Regions from separate parts of the Mus musculus genome. Here all the other regions are linked to region 2. A link is a contact called in public promoter capture Hi-C data. All regions are on one chromosome and are shown on one strand. The core of a region is the stretch at or near the end of the contact, and the rest is flanking DNA. Distances in the headings are between cores, read along the strand shown.

Region 1 (3,154 bases), core at 652-3,151, 2.0 Mb before region 2:
CGACTCAGGGTGAGGTCCATTCCGAGTGGAGCCTCTGTTCTGATTGATCTTCAGGGCCCTGGGTACTTTCTGTCTGGGCCTTTAGAAAGGCAAGCACCAGAGACTACAGGCTAGGAGTCAGCTCCATGCCTACTTGTAAAAAAATTTGTAATAAAAGATTTTTTCCTAGAGCAGTGAAGTGTCCATAGGGTGGGGCATCATTTGTTGCTCGTTTCTCCTGCCAGCTGTGTTGGCTATTCGGATAAAACCTGGTTCCAAGTCAGTACTTTTCTTGCTTCCTCCCTTTCTGTACCAGATCCGAGGTAATGGAGGCACTCCTACCTACACTGGTCTGGGGTTGTCCCTGAGTCTGAGTTTTCTCTGACTCAGAGAACCCTTGATGACATCCGTAGGAATTGAGGCTGCACTCCAAGTCCTCCCCCCCCCCAACTTATACTTGAAGTATCAGTAGACCTAAAGATCAGAGGCACTTGCATCCCACAGCCTAAGTTTCTGTAGGTGGAAAAGCGTGGCCCCGCTGGGCGTGGTGGCACACACCTTTAATCCCAGCACTCGGGAGGCAGAGGCAGGCAGATTTCTGAGTTCGAGGCCAGCCTGGTCTACAAAGTGAGTTCCAGGACAGCCAGTGCTATACAGAGGAACCCTGTCTCGGGAAAAAAAAAAAGCGTGGACTTCTCCCTTGCTTCTTTTATGGAAAATTAGCTCAGACTATTTCTGTTCAGTCAATGCCTCTTGAGGGCTGGGTTGGGATGGTAGCCGCTAGTGAGCGCATGCGCGCACGCACGCGCGCGCACAGAGAGAGAGAGAGAGAGAGAGAGAGAGAGAGAGAGAGAGAGAGAGAGAATCATTTGATAAATGTATAAACCTGCACTGACAGCCTCCTCTTTAAGTTTGTGAGCCTGAAGGACGGGAAGAAGTGGAGGGCTGAGGAACTCAACCTTGTTCTTTTCTCTGTGTGTGGTGTTTGTGTTTTTTGCATGTGACAAGGGTCTCTGTGTAACCTTGGCTGTTGTCCTGGAACTTACTTTGTAGACCTGGCTGGCCTTGAACTTACAGAGATCTGCTTGCTTCTGCCTCCGAGTGCACCACCATCGTCCAGGCCTGTTTTTCATTCTTAAGATAGGGTCTCATTATATATTCATGACTGTCCTGGAACTCGATATGTAGACTAGGCTGGTCTCAGCATCTTGAGAGATGGGATTAAAGGCAGGAACCACCACACTGATCTTCAACATTGCCTTCATGACTCAACCAGGGGGAGGTCTCTGGCGGGGGTGGAGTGTGCTCAAAGGGGACTGCACATGAATGGTGATCACCAGGCACCATGCATGTTCCATGTTGTGTGACTCAAGGGAGCTGAAAGCCATTACCTGGGATCATGACCACCTTGGACAGCTCCCAGACAACTGTCAACTACGTCAAGTTACTCTCGCCCCCTGGTGGTACCATTCGGGAGCGAGTCTGGCTTGATCTTGTGAGCCTCTTGTATGCTTTTCTTCCTGGTTTTAGAAAGCCCGGGCACGTCTCTGAGTACACCTGTATATCTCTATACACCTCTTTATCCTTTGTGGGATACATTTTGCAAACCTGCAACAGTCAGCCTAGTCTACATAGCCAGGATTTGTCCCTGGTGTTCCCCTAGTCTAAGGTCCTCCATTCTAACAGGGTGAGTGGTGAGGGTTTGGCAGTCGGACCACTAAGAAGAAGGCGTGCATCCTGGGACGCCCACCGTTAGTCAATTCCAAGTCAGATTCTTGGGTAATGAATGAGGAGGCATTCTGCTGTAGAGGCTAGAGGGCCCGAAGCACTCAGACGCCTGACAAAAGGGGACCCCCCAACAGGATGCAGAGGGAGGGGGCTCAGACTAGAGGAGATGTCCCGCCCCCGCAGGTGGAGCGCGCAGGCGCACTCCCGACACTTTTCTCTGGCCGCCGCGCCTCCATCCCATCCCGGATCCATTGCCGCAACGTCAGCGCCACCGCCTCCTCTTTTCCTCTTCCTCCTCCGCCCCTCTCGCTTCCCGGCTTCTCCAGTCGCAGTTCCCGGAGTGGGTACCGAGCCCGGGGCCGTGGGGTGCCATGCTGCCCGGGTAGCGGCGCTGAAGCATGGCGACGCCCGTCCCTCCGCCTTCCCCGCGGCACCTGCGGCTGCTACGGCTGCTGCTCTCCGGCCTCATCCTGGGAGCGGCCCTGAATGGTGCCACCGCCCGCCGCCCGGGTGAGCGAGCGCTCTGGGCGCAGGCTGTTGGGTGCTCCGGGGCTGGGATTGCGGGGCGGAGAATCCTGCCCCCGGCGCCGCCCTGGTTTTCCCTGCCACCGCCCCGGCCTTACCCAGGCCCACAGGCCAGGCAGGCCCGGTCCGCTGGGCATGGATTGGGTAAACAGGTCAGGCCCGTTGAAGGCCATGCTAGATGAATCTTCTCTCAGGTCCTTGGAGGCGAATGTAGATTTCACGCGCTTTGGGTCTTTGTCTCTGGGTCCCTGAATCAGTCTGGTGTGTGTCTTTGGGTCTGCAGCCATCTGGTTTCTGGTGGCCCATAAGTGGGATCCTGTGTCTTTGTTTGTGTGTCTCTGGGGCTTCCCGTTGGCAGGGTTGTTCTTGGGGTCTGTGGGCCTTGCATGTCAGCCCTGTCGTTCGTTCGTGTGTGTGTGTGTGTGTGTGTGTGTGTGTGTGTGTGTGTGTGTGTGTGTAGAGGGGTTCCCATGGAAGGTCTTAAGGGTTCCAGGTCTAGGGTCTTGTTCCAACTTAGTGGGGTCAAGCTGCCCCATCCCCTGCCCTGAAGGACATGCACCACTGTCCTCTGGTCTGAGGTCTGTGTAGTGACTGTTTAGAAGAGTGTGACTCCCTGACTGGGAGAACATTTTCTCTTTTTTTTCGAGATGGTTTCTCTGTATAGCCTGGCTGTCCTGATCTCACTCTGTAGACCAGGCTGGCCTCAATGCCTGCCTCTGCCTCCCAAGTGCTGGGATTAAAGGCATTCACCACTACTGCCTGGCTCTGGGAGAACATTCTTGACAGATGGGTCCTGAAGCCACAGGATCCAAATTGTATCTCCCCGAGGGGAGTGAAGTGGGAGAGGTTGCCCATATGTTCACTGAGTTCTTCTGGAACTATGTGTGGGAGCTGCTTTGAGCCCAGCTTACAGATGAGGAAG
Region 2 (3,066 bases), core at 489-2,988:
AGACAGGCAGATCTCTGTGAGTTTGAGGACAGCCTGATCGACAAATCGAGTCCAGGACAGTCAGGGCTGTTACACTGAGAAACCATATCTTGAAAAATAAAACAAAACAAAACAAAACAAAACAACAACAAAATGGTATTCTGTACTTTGGTTTTGTTTTGGGGCTGTCCATGGTGTCAATATTCTTTTTTCTTTTCTCTCTCTTATCTTTTTGAGATAAGGTCTTGCTAGGTAGCCTTGGTTGATCTGAAACTCATTGACTAGACTAAGCTGGCCTCAAACTCAGAGATCTGCCTGCCTCTGCCTCGAAAATTCCTGCCACCACCATCCCACCCTGCTCCTTTTCCAACACCCACTGATGTCAATATTCTTAACTGGCATCGGACTAAAGTGTGAAAATAGAACTTATGCAGAAAAATGATGGACACGGGGTCACAGTGTTTGGTCGGGTGTAATAGGAGTGTATGCTGAATTTTCCTGGGGCTTTAGGACAATTCAAATGAGCAGTATGTGGAATGGCGGAATTTCGCAGCTACTTTTGAAATGATGCATCCCACACCACATTAAATAAATTGAAAACAAATGTGCCCATCATCTGAGTGGGATGTCAATAATAACAGCAATAGGTCTGAGAAGGAAACTGCACAAAGAAAATAAGGACTGAAGACAAAGCTTAGCCTTAGAGCACTTGCCTAACATGCCCAAGGCCGTGGCGTCAAACTCCAGACCACAAAAGCTCCAACCCAAACATAAAATTAATCCCAGCACTGTGGGAAGCAGAGGCAGGTGGATTTCTGAGTTCGAGGCCAGCCTGGTCTACAAAGTGAGTTCCAGGGCAGCCAGGGCTATACAGAGAAACTCTGTCTCGAAAAAACAAAAAAAGAAAGAAAGAAAGAGAGAGACGGAGGGAGGGAGGGAGGGAGGGAGGGAGGGAGGGAGGGAGAGAGAGAGAGAGAGAGAGAGAGAGAGAGAGAGAGAGAGAGAGAGAGAAAGAAAGAAAGAAAGAAAGAAAGAAAGAAAGAAAGAAAGAAAGAAAGAAAGAAAGAAAGAAAGAAAGAAAACCTCAGAAACCATGTTAGGATCGAGAACTGGGAAGGTGCCTAATGCTAACTCCTAATCCCTCTTCAGCATCTCCTCCAGGTTTCCTAGCCGCTCCTCACCCTCCATGCTCCTCCTTACAATGCCCCCAAGCTCTTCTCCCCAGCTCTTAGCCCCATCTCCCTCCCAGTCCTGACTCCAGAGTGTCTTCCCCAGGCTCCTTTTCTATCCTGGCTTCTCCCTTTGTGTTTACCACCCCCTCCACTCTGCAATGCCCACTCTGCTTCCCCCAAACGCCTCTTCTTCCTCTGCCTCTTCAGGCTCCTCCTCTCAATCCTCATCCTCTCCTCCCTAGCTCTGTCTTCTCCTAGCATTCCTTTCATGCTCCCCCCTCCAGAGCCTCCCCATCTCCTAGATTCTTCCCCCACTACACACTCCCAAATTTCTCGGGATCCTCCTCTCTCTCCACTCTCTCCTTATCCTGGATCTCGCTCTGCCTCTTTCTCCGGCTCCTCCTCTCTTCAAGCTCCTCCCCTCTCCCTTTTCTCTGGATCTCCTCCTCCCCCTATTCTCTCCGCCCCCTAACCTAAGTTCTCTCCAAGCTCCCCCTCCCACTCCAGTCCTTCCCCTTTCCTTCCCCACCGCCCTCTGGACGCTCCTCCTCTCCCTCTAGGTCTTTGGCCCCGCCCACAGAATGATCGATGTGTCCGTCTGCAGGCTGGTCCTCGGTGCTCGGCTCGCCACGCCTGCGACGCTGCCATGGAGACGTAGCCGCGGCCTCCTGGCTCTGCCCGGGACCTGGATCCCTTGCGTCAGCAGGCCCACGCGTGTCCGCGAGCGCCGGTGGCAAAGTCTGCTTCGCTGGAGCATCCGGGCAAGCGGTGACTTTGCTGGCCGCTGGGGCGTAGGGCTCGCATCCTTCCTCCTTCCAGTAGCTCTCTACTCCATAGCTGAGGACCGCTTCTCTCACCAGCGGAGAGGAGACCCTGGGACCGCCAACCGTCTGTGGGTTATTAAGGGACCTGCGATTGTCCATCCGCCTCATCCTTCCGCTCAGCTCAGCTCAGCAAGCTGCATCCGTGAGTAACCTCGCTTGAACACTCTGGCCCATAGAGGCTGCTCCTGGTGGTGAGGCCCATGCTGGGCCTGTCCCCGACTCCCCTCCCCTTCCGACAGTTTCTTCCCTTTGTAGTGTCACCCTTGGTAAGAGTGGAAGACTGGCTAGAAGAAAGGACCTGAACCAACGCTTAGTCCACATCCCCATTGTGTTTTGAGCGGGGTGGACAGGCCAGCCCCTGCTGCAGACACCCTGGATACATCTCTTTGAGCTCAGCAGTATTGCAGCGGCAGTGGACACCTGATAAGCTTCCCAGGAGTGGTGTGGAGTCACTGTCAACACTAGAGCACTTTGTCTGGAATGGCTCTCACGTGGCTCCTGAATGGTCAGAGATGTGTCTTGGATTCTCCTGCCCTCCTGAGGATCTTGCCTATGGAAGGTCTAAGTTACCTACTTTCACTATTAAGTTGAACAAGGACTCCCAAACCCAACAGCCATCAAGGTTGTTGGCCAACTAGTTACAAAGCACAGCAGCCGGCTGTTCCTGGCCTAGGAGGAAAGCCAGGTGTGCAGGACGCTGGGCCTGTGGGATGAGTGGGCGAGTCCCGCTGGCAGAAAAGGCCCTGTCAGAATCCTATGCCCGCCTCCGGTACAGGGATACGTCCTTGCTCATTTGGCAACAAGAGCAGCAGAAGTTGGAGTCTGTACCACCTAGTACATACCTGAGCAGAAGCCGCAGCATGTGGTACTCCCAGTATGGAAATGAGGCCATCTTAGTTCGAGACAAAAACCAGCTTGGGGTCTCTAGGGACACTGGCCAGTCTAAGTTTTGCTCAATCATGTAATTCCAGGGAGAAGACCCTTGATGGCCATGAAGATCAAGCCGTGGTATAAAAACGCAACACCCAAGAATGTCATCCAACACTTTATTAGGGGCACAACAGGTACCTAGATGCTCCTCTCACTGCCCA
Region 3 (2,986 bases), core at 276-2,775, 2.1 Mb before region 2:
GGTAAGCAGTCACTACAGCCAGACATGTAAGGTAAAAACATTTAAGATTTGGGGGCAGGGGCAGAGGAAACAGGTGCCTGGGCTAAGTCTGAAGGGTTCATAGCAATCAATCAATACATAATCAATAGAGGTTAGCCCTCTTCATGTAGCCCAGGGCCTGGAAGAAAGGGAGCATGGATGGACACCCTGAGGACTAGGCAAGACAAGAAGTAATTAAAATATGAGACATCAGAGGGTCTTTGACCAGGTCTGTCCCCAAAAGGGTAGCTAAGGTCCATGGAACTCTGGGCCCACTAAAAATACCTTACTATGAATGAGCCACAACTTTGGGTGAGATGGGTGTGGTAGAGTACACCTTTAGTCCCAGCACTTGGGGGGCAGAGGCAGGCAGATTTCTGAGTTCGAGGCCAGTCTGGTCTACAGAGTTAGTTCCAGGACAGCCAGGGCTACACAGAGAAATGCTGTCACAAAAAACCTGTCTCAAGACAAACAATCAAACAAAAACAATTTTGAATGAGCAACTCCTAGAAAGGTGGAACCAGGGAAGTTGGGCAGGGAAGTTGCTTCCACAACTTGAGACACGTGCCCTATTGCCAGAGGCTTTCCCAGATGAGCTGGAGTGAAGTTCTGAGTTAAAGGGTCTGTCTGCAGGCATTCAGAAGGGTCTCTCTGTGTTTAGAAAGTGCAGGCAGCAGTTAACAGGTGGGCTGTTCTCAGTGGCTACATTTGTCTCAGTGACACCCAGGAGTTTGGGAATGTAAGCATGTGTAGGCATAGAGAACAGGCAAATGAATTGGCGGAGGGGGGGGGCATCCTAAGGATCTCCCTGGTCTCCAGGGGGTGCTCCTGCCAGCCCTGAGACGGGCTTCTGGGTTAAGACTGCAGCAGGCTAAGGCCTAGATAGAAGGGCCGAGTGGTCCCACTGCAGAGCTAGGCCAGGGCTGTGAGGGCCAGATTGACAGCTAGAGATGTCCCTTAAAAGGGCCAGATAGCCGGGCGTGGTGGTGCACGCCTTTAATCCCAGCATTCCGGAGGCAGAGGCAGATGGATCTCTGAGTTCAAGGCCAGCCTGGTCTACAGAGTGAGTTCCAGGACAGCCAGGGCTACACAGAGAAACCCTGTCTCCTAAAAAAAAAAAAAAAAAGGGCCAGAGCAGGGTCCCAGGACCAGAGCACCAATGGAGTTGGTCACCGGATGGGCATCTGGGGACAGAAGACAACTTGGCTTTGTCCTATAGTTGGCAGGACAAGACAGACTGTCCCAAAGGACCAAAGGTAGAGTTGGCAGTTGTTGGGACAGAGGCCTCAGTGAAGGAGAGCGCCCAACTGTCTGGAGCCTATAATCCTCTTGGGGCGTTCTTAATGCAAGAGAAGGGAGCCCCAGAGTCAATCGGCGCCTGGCCCCAGGGGACCCTCAGTGTAAAGGACCGAAGTGAGCAGGAGGGGCTAGACATTCTATCCTTACTTGTGAGGCTACTTGGGGTACAAGATCCGTGAAGGGCCCCAAGCTCCGCCCCTCAGAGAAGTGCCTGGGAAGGCGGAGCGCACATGAACCAGAGAAAAGGCTCTACCGAGGCAGGAGGGATGGTGGACGTGGAGACAGGGGGATCGTGGGCAGCAGCGGTAAGAACTCTGGCTGGTTCTACCCGTTTCTCGTTAAGTCTCCCAAGGGCCGGATGGTGTGGGCGCCCGCCCCTAGTGCAGGAGAAATCAAACTGGGACTGGTGGCTGCGGAGCCAATCCCGGAACAGATGGGCCAGTTTCGACCAATAGCCGCTGAGAATATTAATGAAAGCTGACGCGGCGGCGACCAGCTCTTCATTCAAAAACAGCAGCTATTGTCGCCGTGGGGAGCGCGCGCCGCCTTGCAGGTTCTGCCATCTGGTCTTGCGGGGACCGACGCGGGTGGAAGCTGGGCGCCCATGGCCGTGGCAGCGATGGCCGAGCGTGGCCGCCTATCGCACGCTGCGCCCGCTCCTAGTACAGAGGGGCTACCGCGAGCCTTTCTCCAGAGCCTGCGCACCCTCTTCGACATCCTGGACGACCGGCAACGCGGCTACGTGCACCTGCGGGAGATCGAGTCCCGCTGGCAAGGTGCAGACGCACGCGAGCTGCCGTGCGGCGTGCTCGAGGGCCTGCGCCAGGTGGCCCCGGCCAATGGCTACCTGACCTTCGAGCGTTTCGTAGCGGGCTTGCGCACCTCGCTGCTGAAAGCCGACGGCGGCCAGCGGGATCAGGCACGCGTCGCGGCCCGGCCTGGGGACCAGTCGTCCCTGCAGCAGCGCCTGATGTTCGCACCGGCCGATGAGCCGCGGACTGTCCTGGAGAGAAAGCCTCTGCCTCTGAGTGCGTGCCCTGCTTCTGGTGGCCCCAGTGGCACCTCCCGGAACCCTGAGCTGTTATGTGTCCCGGTGGAGGCGGCGTCCTGCCCCACAGAGACCGAGCGGCCCCTGAGCAAGGCGCTGGAGCAAATCCCCAGCGCGGATTTGGGTGAGTTTGGGTCCCTAGTCACACCTCGTAATTCCAGGGACTTGTGCTAGAAACTGGAGACCCACAGGGTCTTGTCAGAGGGGTGGAGATGGGGACGACTGTGAGCAGCCTCTTAAGGAAGGTTGGGGCCACCTGGGTGGAAAGGGGCTTTGGCCTGTGCCTAAGTGCTGAGGTAAGGGCAGAGGCCCGATACCAGGGCCAAGGGCTGATAAGTGACTGATAACTCAGGAGACGCCCAGTCTGTCTCAAACCTGAGCTAGGCATTGGAGCGTCTGTGGCCGTGAGAGAAGGCATCAGCCTGCTGTACCTGCTCTAGACCTGGGGACATCTGGGTCTTCATCTTCATTTCTGCGTGGCTGCTTGTGAACGTTTCTTCTTAAAAGTGCTCATGCTCTCATGCCCTAACCTGTCCTGAAGGCTCTTCTCAGTGTGACACCCTGCAGAGACAACCCGGCCTGCTTCTCCACCCAGGAGGCAGAGGAGGCAGCACAGGAGCA

The links. Promoter capture Hi-C pulls out the DNA fragments that hold promoters and counts their contacts. Capture Hi-C pulls out chosen DNA fragments and counts their contacts.
Region 1: a promoter capture Hi-C map of adipose tissue shows a contact between it and region 2, with 2.9 times the contacts expected there. The contact joins the promoter of Npdc1 here to the promoter of Brd3os in region 2. A contact is called at or near these places in 1 of 39 promoter capture datasets (hippocampal neurons) and 1 of 9 other capture datasets (adipose tissue).
Region 3: a contact with region 2 is called in a promoter capture Hi-C map of liver, with 4 times the contacts expected there. The contact joins the promoter of Sapcd2 here to the promoter of Brd3os in region 2. A contact is called at or near these places in 3 of 39 promoter capture datasets (hippocampal neurons, liver and pre-B cells).

The regions. Positions count from the first base shown.
Region 1 is chr2:25,401,149-25,404,302 of GRCm38.p6, forward strand. Npdc1 (neural proliferation, differentiation and control 1) reads left to right here and starts at 1,902. Exons shown (of 9, transcript NM_008721.4): 1 at 1,902-2,217. The coding sequence starts at 2,106. It overlaps Entpd2 (ectonucleoside triphosphate diphosphohydrolase 2), which reads left to right. Exons shown (of 9, transcript NM_009849.2): 9 at 1-175.
Region 2 is chr2:27,440,698-27,443,763 of GRCm38.p6, forward strand. Brd3os (bromodomain containing 3, opposite strand) reads left to right here and starts at 1,739. Exons shown (of 2, transcript NM_001360791.1): 1 at 1,739-2,117; 2 at 2,231-3,066. The coding sequence starts at 2,686. The coding sequence ends at 2,940.
Region 3 is chr2:25,370,510-25,373,495 of GRCm38.p6, forward strand. Sapcd2 (suppressor APC domain containing 2) reads left to right here and starts at 1,526. Exons shown (of 7, transcript NM_001081085.2): 1 at 1,526-2,489; 2 at 2,907-2,986. The coding sequence starts at 1,922.